2 separate regions of the Xenopus tropicalis genome follow, and region 1 is linked to region 2. A link is a contact called in public Hi-C data. All regions are on one chromosome and are shown on one strand. The core of a region is the stretch at or near the end of the contact, and the rest is flanking DNA. Distances in the headings are between cores, read along the strand shown. Region 1 holds the start of cpz (carboxypeptidase Z). Region 2 has its middle 28 kb from the start of hmx1.

What was found. A called contact is a pair of places that touch in the nucleus more often than the background predicts.
Region 1: a contact with region 2 is called in a Hi-C map of neurula embryo, with 2.5 times the contacts expected there. The contact joins the promoter of cpz here to the enhancer-like site in region 2. A contact is called at or near these places in 4 of 5 Hi-C or Micro-C datasets (brain, gastrula embryo, neurula embryo and 1 more).

Annotation. Positions count from the first base shown.
Region 1 is chr1:23,815,849-23,821,052 of UCB_Xtro_10.0, forward strand. cpz (carboxypeptidase Z) reads right to left here and starts at 2,980. Exons shown (of 9, transcript NM_001130361.1): 1 at 2,874-2,980; 2 at 1,356-1,571. The coding sequence starts at 2,958.
Region 2 is chr1:23,520,848-23,525,732 of UCB_Xtro_10.0, forward strand. No RefSeq gene overlaps it. Among named protein-coding and RNA genes, the nearest start is that of hmx1, 28 kb to the right of the region's middle. Within about 2 kb of position 2,229, at least 1 of the 11 cell types and tissues checked has an H3K27ac peak or open chromatin away from gene starts, as enhancers often do. A contact at or near this core is called in neurula embryo, where this site is marked.

The DNA of each region.
Region 1 (5,204 bases), core at 1,730-4,229, 300 kb after region 2:
GAACTCAGGCTTCCAAACCAATAGCTGTATAAGACCCCCACACAGCACAGAGGCCCCTCATATACATATCACTGTAATCTGTTCCTTCAAAAAGTATGAATAAATACATTTGTATATACTGAAATCCTGGCAGGGGAGGAGGGACTAAAACATTGATATTACCAATTGTAACAGCTTCTCCACAGCTTACAGACAGCATGCAGGAACTGCATAACCCACAATGCATTGCACTGTGATGTTCCTTTCCTTATTGACATCACATGTGCAGGGAATTGTGGGATTGGGAGGATGCAGGCTGAAGGCAGGCTGAGGACAGGTGGCTACCGTTACAGTTTATCTGAGTCACAAAGTAGTCAGCCAGATCAGCAGGGGAACAGGGGGCGGGGCTTAGGGAACTGTTCCAAACCATATTATTACATAAAAAATCATGAAAAGGCTGCATATTTTTTAATTGATGTATATTGCAAAGTTGCGTTATGTTTACTTTTCAAAATGCTTAAGTTGCTGTTGGGTGGAGTTTCCCTTTCATCTAGTTTCATGTAGTTCCATTTCCCCTCCCTTGACTGACATTACTTGAATACCAATGGACCTTCAATGAGAAATCACAACACGGCACTATCACACTGCTCCTCATAAATGTGTGAGTACCTGCAGGAACCCTACTGACAACTGCACAGATAAAAAACAAACAGCCATAGAGATATTGTTGGACTAGAGTTAAGAATAGCTAGGAGGGCTGCAAGGCAGTCTCTCCAAATGTCACGCTAACTGGCCTTTAGATTGGGCCCCCTCAATAACTGCCCCCGCCCCCCCCCAGAGGGTCTGTTCCTCAGTTTAGAGACCACTGATTTAATGGAATCATTTATTTAAGTAACTTTCTGAGAGTGTAAATAGTTACATGGACACTTGTCACCAACAAGGAACTGCGCTATAGCAATTTCCCAGTGTTGAGCATTGGTAAGTGGGGGGATATTATGTGACTATGGCAAACTGCCCTATGATATTACAGAGGGATGCTTTCCCTGCTTTTCAAATCATTCATCATGACTCCACAGCCCCCAAGTCCAACTTCTTTGTAAGGCTGAAGACACATGGAGCTACTAGTAGCAGCTACTTTTTCATGGCTACTAAAAAAGACAGTGCTGATCATTTACTGATAATTGTCTCTACATGTGTTTTAGCAGAGGCAATTCTCAGTATTGTCTATGGCAGGGTATTTTCTGGAGTTTAGTAGCCTTGAAAAAGTAGCTGCTACTAGTAGCCCAGTGTGTCTTCACCCTAAGACTTGACAGTTGCTGCAACCAAAACCCCCCCAAAAAATGTTTGGTCCTACATTGTATACAGTTGTCACTCACAAGCTTTATGTTGACCAGGTTGAGCTGAAAACTCAATCGCAAGAAGGTCTTTCCCTTCGTAACTGCGCCCAATGCTGTAGGTCTTTGAGATCTGGGAGCACCTGGCTGCTGTCTTCTTCAAAACACGGACCATGTCGGAGTAGCTATGGTGAATGAACTGGATGAAGGTACTGGGGGTTTCTGTGAGGAGATCCTCGGGGGTTATTTCTATATTGACTGAAACAAGGAAAAGCATTTGGTCAGAGAAACTGCATGTTTATGAGTATTATTACCCGAGAGCTACTCAGAGCTTATTAATCATTCCCATCAGTCCTTGACTTCTACCTAGAAGTGAGGCGTAAAGGAAAATATACTATAAATATATTGCCTAAAACAGCTCATATGTAAAACCCTGCTTTATCTAAATAAACCATTTTCATAAAAACATTTTTTTTAGTAGTATGTGCCATTGGGTAATCCTAAATAGAAAACTGCCATTTTAAGCACTAAGGGCCGCCCCCTGGAATCATAGGATTTATGATGCCCCTGAATAAACCAAGGCACACATACATGTTAGGCGGCATCAGCCAATGAAAGGACAAAGTTCTATCTTTGATTCCCCACACTACTTCCTGTTACAGTTAGAGCTGCATTATTTCCTGTCAGCTGATCTCTGAGGGAGCACACAGCCCATCACTAAATGGCGGCTCAAGGGAAAGGGCAATATTTACTGTGATTTATACTATGGTTCGTAAGATTCTTTTATAGGGTACTTAATGTGATATAAATTGCCTGTTGGTTAAGTTAAGTTGGTTCATCTCTTGTGCTGCTACAATACATAGGGATTTATTCACAATGCCCCACAGAGTGTGCAAAGAGAAGTGAAAAGGGCAACAATCAGCCATTTTTTCGTATTTTCAAATACAACTTTTTTAAGCTTTAAAAAGCACAATACAAAAAAATTGTATTTGATACAATTTTTTTGTATCGTGCTTTTTAAACGTACAAAAATCGTACTTTGATTGCAACAGTTTCTTATTACCTAACAGCATAGTGAGAGTTCCCTTTGAATACAGTGTAGTTATCAGAGCAGGTAACTAATGCACCAGTGACAAAGCTGCTGAGTATTTGCAGCACACTGGCCCCTGGCTAAAGCCAGACAGGTTATAACAAGCCGCAGGAAATAGTTCTGAGTCTCAGTATGTGTTTAGGCCATTGCCTCTTGCTGAAACTGTTGCCTCATTTACCCTGTTCTTATCTTCCAGATGTTCTAAAGCTGAGGGCTAAAAGGACTCCCCCAATGCTGAGACTTTAGACTCCTTACAAACTGACAACAAGAGAAAGGAAACTTTTCCTTATTTGATATTGTTTATATCCACCATAACCTGCCAGTCCCTACGCTCTGTACTGTTCAGCTTCCGGATATTAAATGGAATTAGGATTTCCAGAACTTGAATGTCTGATATTTATTTAGCGCAAAAAAAAAAGATTGAATATATAAAGGGGAAATGATTGCCTGTATCATTCATTCTTAATTACCTCTCAGTTTTTCCAGTGGGTCATGGCATCCCTCTTCCTCTCCCACAAAGAAACGTTCGCAGTCCAGAAAGTACGGCCAAGCCATGTCAATGGCATCGAAAGCAGGGAGACAATTCTTTTTGAGCGTCTCGCAGACCCTTCGGCATGGCTTCACCATCTTGTTTTTCTCGCAGCGGGGTGCAAGGACGGCGCAACCCACAATACGCAGGTCGGGATTGCATTCCCCTTGCAGCAAGTTATCAATGACGCTTAGTAGGATGTACTCAGCGCTGAATTCTATCTCGCCTCTTGACTGCTGATCTAGTGCATTGGGAAACATTGTCTTGCTGTACGGCAAGTCATTGCAATAGCCCAGTATGTTGTCCACACACGTTCCTGGAAACAGAGGAGAGATACTGAAAGTGAAACGCATTTTAAACTAATAGGAGAGTTGTCATATTGGGGTAGGGGGGACATTTCCCTAATCTGGTGGCTTAATAGGAATCCTGATGTTATGGAATGGTGAAGCAGATGGACTCCAGAAACCTAAAGAGCTTCTAGTGTTTAGTAATGATTTTTTAGCAGACTTAAGGTGCGGAGATCCAAATTACAGAAAGACCCCTTATCCGGAAAACCCCAGGTCCCAAGCATTCTGGATAATGGGTCCAATACCTGTACTGTGTATGGGGGCACTTTCTATTGGGGGCACTGTGTGTGGGGGCTACTGTAATAATGAATAATATAAATAAGTCTTTAATTATTAATTAAATATTACTATTTAAGACCTCTCCTATAAATATATCCATCTCTCATGCAAACCATTCCCTGGTTGCTAAGATAATTTGAAGAAAAAAAAGACCAACTGCAAATTGTCTCTTATCATACTAAAAGTGACCGCAAAGGTAAAGAAGACCTTTAAGAAAAGAGAAAGTATGAGCCCTGCAACCCCAGGGAAGACCACTAGAGGTTCCCATAGGGGCGCCTCTTTAGTGAAATATGATTTATTAGAAAGAAAAATTCATCTTTTTTCAATAAACCAGGAACAACAAAGGATTAATATATCACAGATCCTAAATTGCACAAGTGCGGTCGCCAACAGCAACAAATCTGCAATTAGCTACAGGTTATGGCCGACTCCACCTTGAGCAACGTTGCACCTCTGATTGTATTTATCCCATTATTACCTGGCAGCCTCTCCTTGTTTCCCACAATATCCATAACTTTCCAGATAGCTTCCTTCTGCTGATGCCTTTGCCTATTCAATCATTTATCTGACTAACGCTTGTCTCCATTCTTATCTTACCCTGAAATTATTTCTGACAAATTCTAAATCCCAGTCAGTGATTTGCCTCAAATATGACTCTGCCAGAAGGATCCTTAAGCCCTGGGTTCATTATTTTGCACTTAGCAGCATTACATATGAAAATGCAGACCCTTAATCATTCCCCTAGTTCAGGGATCCCCAACCTTTAATACCTGTGAGCCACATTCAAATGAAAAAAGTTTTGTAGAGCAACACAAGCATAAAAAATGTTCCTGGAAGTGCCAATAAGAGCTATAATTGGCTATTAGGCAGCCCCTATGTTGAATGGCAGCCTACAGAAGCTCTGTTGGCAATTACACTGGGTTTTTATGCAACCAAATCTTGCCTCCTAACCAGAAATTCAAAATTAAGCCCCTGCTTTGAGACCACAGGGAGCAACTTCCAAAGGGTTGGGGAGCAACATGTTGCTCCTGAGTCACTGGTTGGGGATCACTGCCCTAGTGATATTCTATGCACTGGAATGTCGAACCTTGTGCAACTTTATAAATAGGCTTCACCTTCCATGCAGTCCATATACAGTGTCCCTAATAATATTAAATAAATACACAGCAATTTACTTGGTTATGTTCCCAGCCAGGGTTGGACTGGGCCAGGGGGACACAAGGAAAAAACCTGGTGGGCCCCACAGCAATAATCTGTAGTTTTTAATTAATAATGCCCTCCTCTAATCCAGGGTTAGGGGCATCTGCTGTACTCCTTGCAGAAGTGAATACACACTGTATTACAGCAATGGCGTTAATCATATCAGTACTACAGGATGCTGCATTTGACATAAACTACACTTTTAAATTAAAGGGGTGGTTCACCTTCCTCATAAAAAAGTACGTTTTGCTTTCTCTGAACTAAAAAAACACTTTTGCAATATACATTATTAACTGAAAATATAGGGTTCAGGAGACAAGCAACCGGCTATTTTCCAGTTAACTGCACTTAGCATTTCTATAGGCAGATCCCCTGCATTGGAACAGTCCTCAGTAATGGTTATTGCAGGAAAATAGCCAGTTAAGTATCTCTTGAACCCTATATTT
Region 2 (4,885 bases), core at 979-3,478:
TACAATGCAAACAGATAAGCAAGGGCTAAAAGCAACAAAACTGTATTTAGCGCTATTAGACGTCAGCCTTTATTGATGCTAACTTTACACTTTGTACTGTTTATACAATACATATAACTATTATAAAATAATGAATATACGACGGGACAGCTGTAGTGAGTAGAAAACATATTGGCTGAGTATCAGAATGCTTTTGATATAACAGAAAGAAAAGGAAGGAAACATGATTTCATTCCCCAGTTGTGACGTGTAGGAAGGACTGGAGTTGCTGTTGTCGCGTTACTTTCAGAACTATTCACTCAGCATTATGTTTTCTATTTGCCAATAAATAAATATTGCGCTCACATCTGCTTTGGGTAACTGCTAATAAGAATCATATTTTGCCTTCGCCGCCCGTAATAGGAAGAATGCATTATCTCAGCGGTGCCCTTGACCACTAAAACTCTTGAAGTTGAGCGTCCAAAGCCCAAAGCCCTGCGCTTCCATTTCCATTCCGCGCCTCCCGTTGAAAAATGAAAATATTTATTGATGTTTTTTTAGGTGTGCTGTCACATTAAAGGCAATCGCTGGATAAGGTTATTAAACACAGGCTTTATCCAATCAGACATCTTACCTGAGTATCTGAAACATCAGTTCCCACAGGAAATGTACAATAGAGGCTTTGCTTATACAATTTAATCCAGTTTGGAAATTTTGAATTGGCTTTTGAAAGTGATGTTTTGTTTTAAATGTATGAAAGATATGATTAATGGCTATATTATACTGCCAGGTACTCAATAAGCAGATGCCTCCTATAGCCAAATTCCATTGTATAAATACACTGCAACTGCATTCTGAATTATGCTATAGCTATGCAAAGAGTAGCTAGTAAATAACTATGGTGGAGGACCCCAATTATTAACCCATCGGTAACTCAGGCCCCCAGGGCAGTAGACCCTGCCAACAAAGTAGCATGGCACCCACAAAAAAAATGATCATGTCCTCATAGTCATACCTTGATCTAGTCTGGCCACAACCCACTATGTAAACACTGGCCCTTTATCCACCCAAGCTATGCTTTCTTCCCTGCAATCCCCCCCCCTTATTGACAGTGTTTATTGGGGCCCCACTCTGCCACTGTCCACCTGATTGGAATACACCCTGATGGTGACTATGGTACACCATTTAAAGGCTGGTTGTATAGGGCAATATTTATAACCCTGATTGTATATGGGGGTTGACCAATGGGTTTACCATGGCATGTTAGGGTTGAAATTGGGGTGACCATTTCGGGTTTGCGTTGGGTGTGGGTCATTATGGGTAAGTACACTCTTTCTCTGCTCCTGAAGTTCTCATAAGGCACATACAATGTGGAAAGATGCGGGTACGGGTTGGGTGCTACAATGGCAATATTTTGTGGGTTATTAAACTGGGTGTTAAACTGACCTGTGCACCCCCTCCTGTCTTGTAGGACCCTTATTTGTCCCATTTTGTGAAACCTGGAGATCATGGAACCCATATAAACAGAAGGGATATCTCCAAACCCCATGATTATTAGATCTTCTTAACCCTATTTAGTTGTTAGCCTTTAGTTATAATATGGCATTATATTTAGAATACAGTTAACAAGTTATTCTGCGCTGCCATATTACATCAGCATGACTATTCTCACTGCTATTGCCCTCCCAATGAGCATAAAGAGATTACATTATCTGTTCCAAGGAAAGCATTGTGGCAGCTCTTATTCTTATGTACTTATCATGTACTTATTATGCACAAAAAGCAACGTGTTTCCTATTTTAAAGGGACATAAGAACAGTTTATATTTACAGGTTATTATTTTTGTGGATAATATCAATATATATACTTAGACTGTAAGCTCTATGGGGCAGGGACCTCCTTCCTACAGTGTCTCATACCACATGGCACTTATTCCCTGTGTATTTATACTTATTTATTGTATTTATTATAACACTTGTCCTCCCTGTGTGTAATTGTGTATATTGTAAGATTGTATGCTGCGTACCCTTGTGGCGCTTTATAAATAAAGTTATACATACATACATATAGTGCATCAAATGCCAGTGCTTAGGGCAAATGCACTCCTACCCAACCCTAGTGACCTGCAGTTCAGCAAAGGCTGGGGAGATGGAGGCTGCAGATCCCTAATCCAAGCAATACCTACAACCCACACACTAGTGAGTCAGAACCTGCTGATTGTACTCCCCTAATTAGCGCACACATGAACTGCACTCTATTCAGGAATCTGCTGCCCCCCCAGACAGAGACAGGCTAATCCCACTCTAATTCCCTCCCAGAACAGCTTCGGTCAAGTGATTTGTGCTTTCTGACAAGGTCAAACTGCCGTTAAGAAAGGTTAAACAAACGGACCTTCTAAGCTTTTAATAGGGCACAAAGCTTTGTAATATGAAGCTTTAGGCTTGGCTGCCCTACAGCTGATTCTGGGAGTTGTAGTTCTGTAATATATACAACCCTGTTGATTGGACAGATCCTATCACAAGCATGTCCTGCTTCTATTTTAATTATGTTGATCTATAAGGCGAGACCCCTTCCAGAGCCCTGTGCAAACAGTGTGCATATGTATGGTATGTTTTTTATACCAGATTAAAAGTTTAACTTCCCCTTTAATTGAAAATAGCCCACTTACACTCGCTTTATCTCAGGATTGCAATACGTTTGTTGGTTGTTGAGATATAAAGGGCAGACTCCCTTAGCACAGGAGATGGGTATCTGTGGGCCTGCGAGGCTGCATCGCTTTCAAGTTGAACTCTATCCCAGCGTTCCTAATCCTGTCTCGGCTCATTCTGTCAGCTGGTCAGTCACTTGTAAACTTTATAACAGCAAAACACTTTAGTCCTAGAATGATGGGATTGCTCTTCATGGCCCATTATGCAGGCATGTATCTGACCTGGACTGGCAGTCTGTGGGTTCTGGCAAATGCCAGAGGGGCTGCTGTAAGATGCCATAGACAGTCACTATTTATTGGGCTGGTGGGGGGGGGCTGTTTGGGTTTCTGGGTACTTGAAATGCCAGGGCCTATTTTTAAGTCCCAGTCCAGACCTGATTGGACCCAATGAGAAACACAACGGACCATTTACAGACTCCAGAGTAGTGTTGGCTCCAAAGATGACCACCCCCAACTATTCACTCAGTTCACACATATGCGGCCCCCCAACAACCACCCCCAGGAGACTGCTCAACACACCATTTGCCACCAAACCCCCTACCATCCTAAAGGCAATATTGTTACTCACTACCTGTAACCCACTGATCTGCTGCCCTACCGATTTCCTACACATTAAATTGACTTACACCTAATGAATTGCGGGATTTGTACCTCCACCGACGCAAACAACACACAAATGCAACCATAGTACAAGTTACATAGTTATATAGCCAAGGTGGGTTGAAAAAAGATCAAAGTCCATCAAGTTCAACCCTTCCAGCGCACACAGTTGGCGACAGTAGGGAAAGACACAGTGGGACAGGCTGTTGACCGATAGACAAGACAGCAACAATAGGTAGGGACAAGATTAAGACATTAGGACCTTATGTCAGTGTTGCCCTCAGGACCATCATTAGGAATCATGGGGCCCCATACTACAAGTTACTACAAGTTAGTAGGGCCATCTTACCCATGGAACCATAATTATTAACCCATTTGTCCCCTGCGCAGGGGCCCTGCCAACAAGTAGAATAGAGTCCAATGAGAAAATAACCCATATATGTACAACATGAATATAGTCACTCATTATAGTCCCTTATATTGTATGGATCAGCTAATAACTATCTACAGACTGGTATAGTTGGCAATGAATTCTGGGAGTTGTAGTTGAACAGCACATAAGCCATAGGTTACCGACCTCTGGCCTCACATTTCCTTTGTACCTTTAGGGGATCTGACACTGACAATCTCAGTACAAAATGGTTTGAAACAAACACAGGAGAAAATCCCCACATCTGTTATCACTTTCAGACTAATTCACATCGGCCTAATGGCTTTATTGTTAATAAGGATTTTAGTTTTGTATGGTATTATATAGTTTATTTAGTTATATATCTATTTTTCATCTATAGATGATAGATAGATAGATAGACAGACAGACAGATAGATAAAGAAAAGATAGACAGTATATTTAACTATACAGCACCGTGTATGCAAACAGTTCTATAGAAATAATACATATATATAAGCATTGCATGCTTACTGAAATGAAATCACCTCGCAGTTCTATCCAATTTGCTGGAGAAGTGGCACCCCCGGCCTCCCTGTCTGTACAGATTACGTGACCCTATAATCAGTGAAGTGCTGAATGGGCCAGGAAGACTTTGAAGACAAATGCTTGGCTGGCACCAATACAAGCCCTGGGGCTGAGTGTTACTCGCTAGTGTAACCACTACTATCTCTCTCTCTAGGGAACACAATGCTGGCAGCAAGGAGAAAACTCCCAGTCACCCTCTAGGCTCAGCCTCTGTATCCCATCATACCTCCCATCAGTTAGGTTAATCTTGGAAATGCATTAAGTTGCCTTACAACTAGTGAAGAGTGAATTTGTCCCATTTCGTTTCGCCAGGGTCGGACTGGGCCGCTGGGACACCGGGAAAAATCCCGGTGGGCCCCGGCGGCCCAGACCCGACCCTTGCCAGCGCTCCCCCTCCCGAACGCTCCTCCCCTGACGCATCAAATTTATGCGCTCGGGGGAGGACGTCGGGTGGGGGCCCTGCGAGGGGGGTTAGGGGGGCCCCTGGGGGGGTTAGAGGCTGAGTGCACCTGCAGGGCCCCTGGGATGGGAGACTCAGTGGGCCCTTCACACCCCAGTCCGACCCTGCGTTTCGCCATAAAATTCGCAAAACGACAAGAAGATTTGTGAAACGGCGAAATATT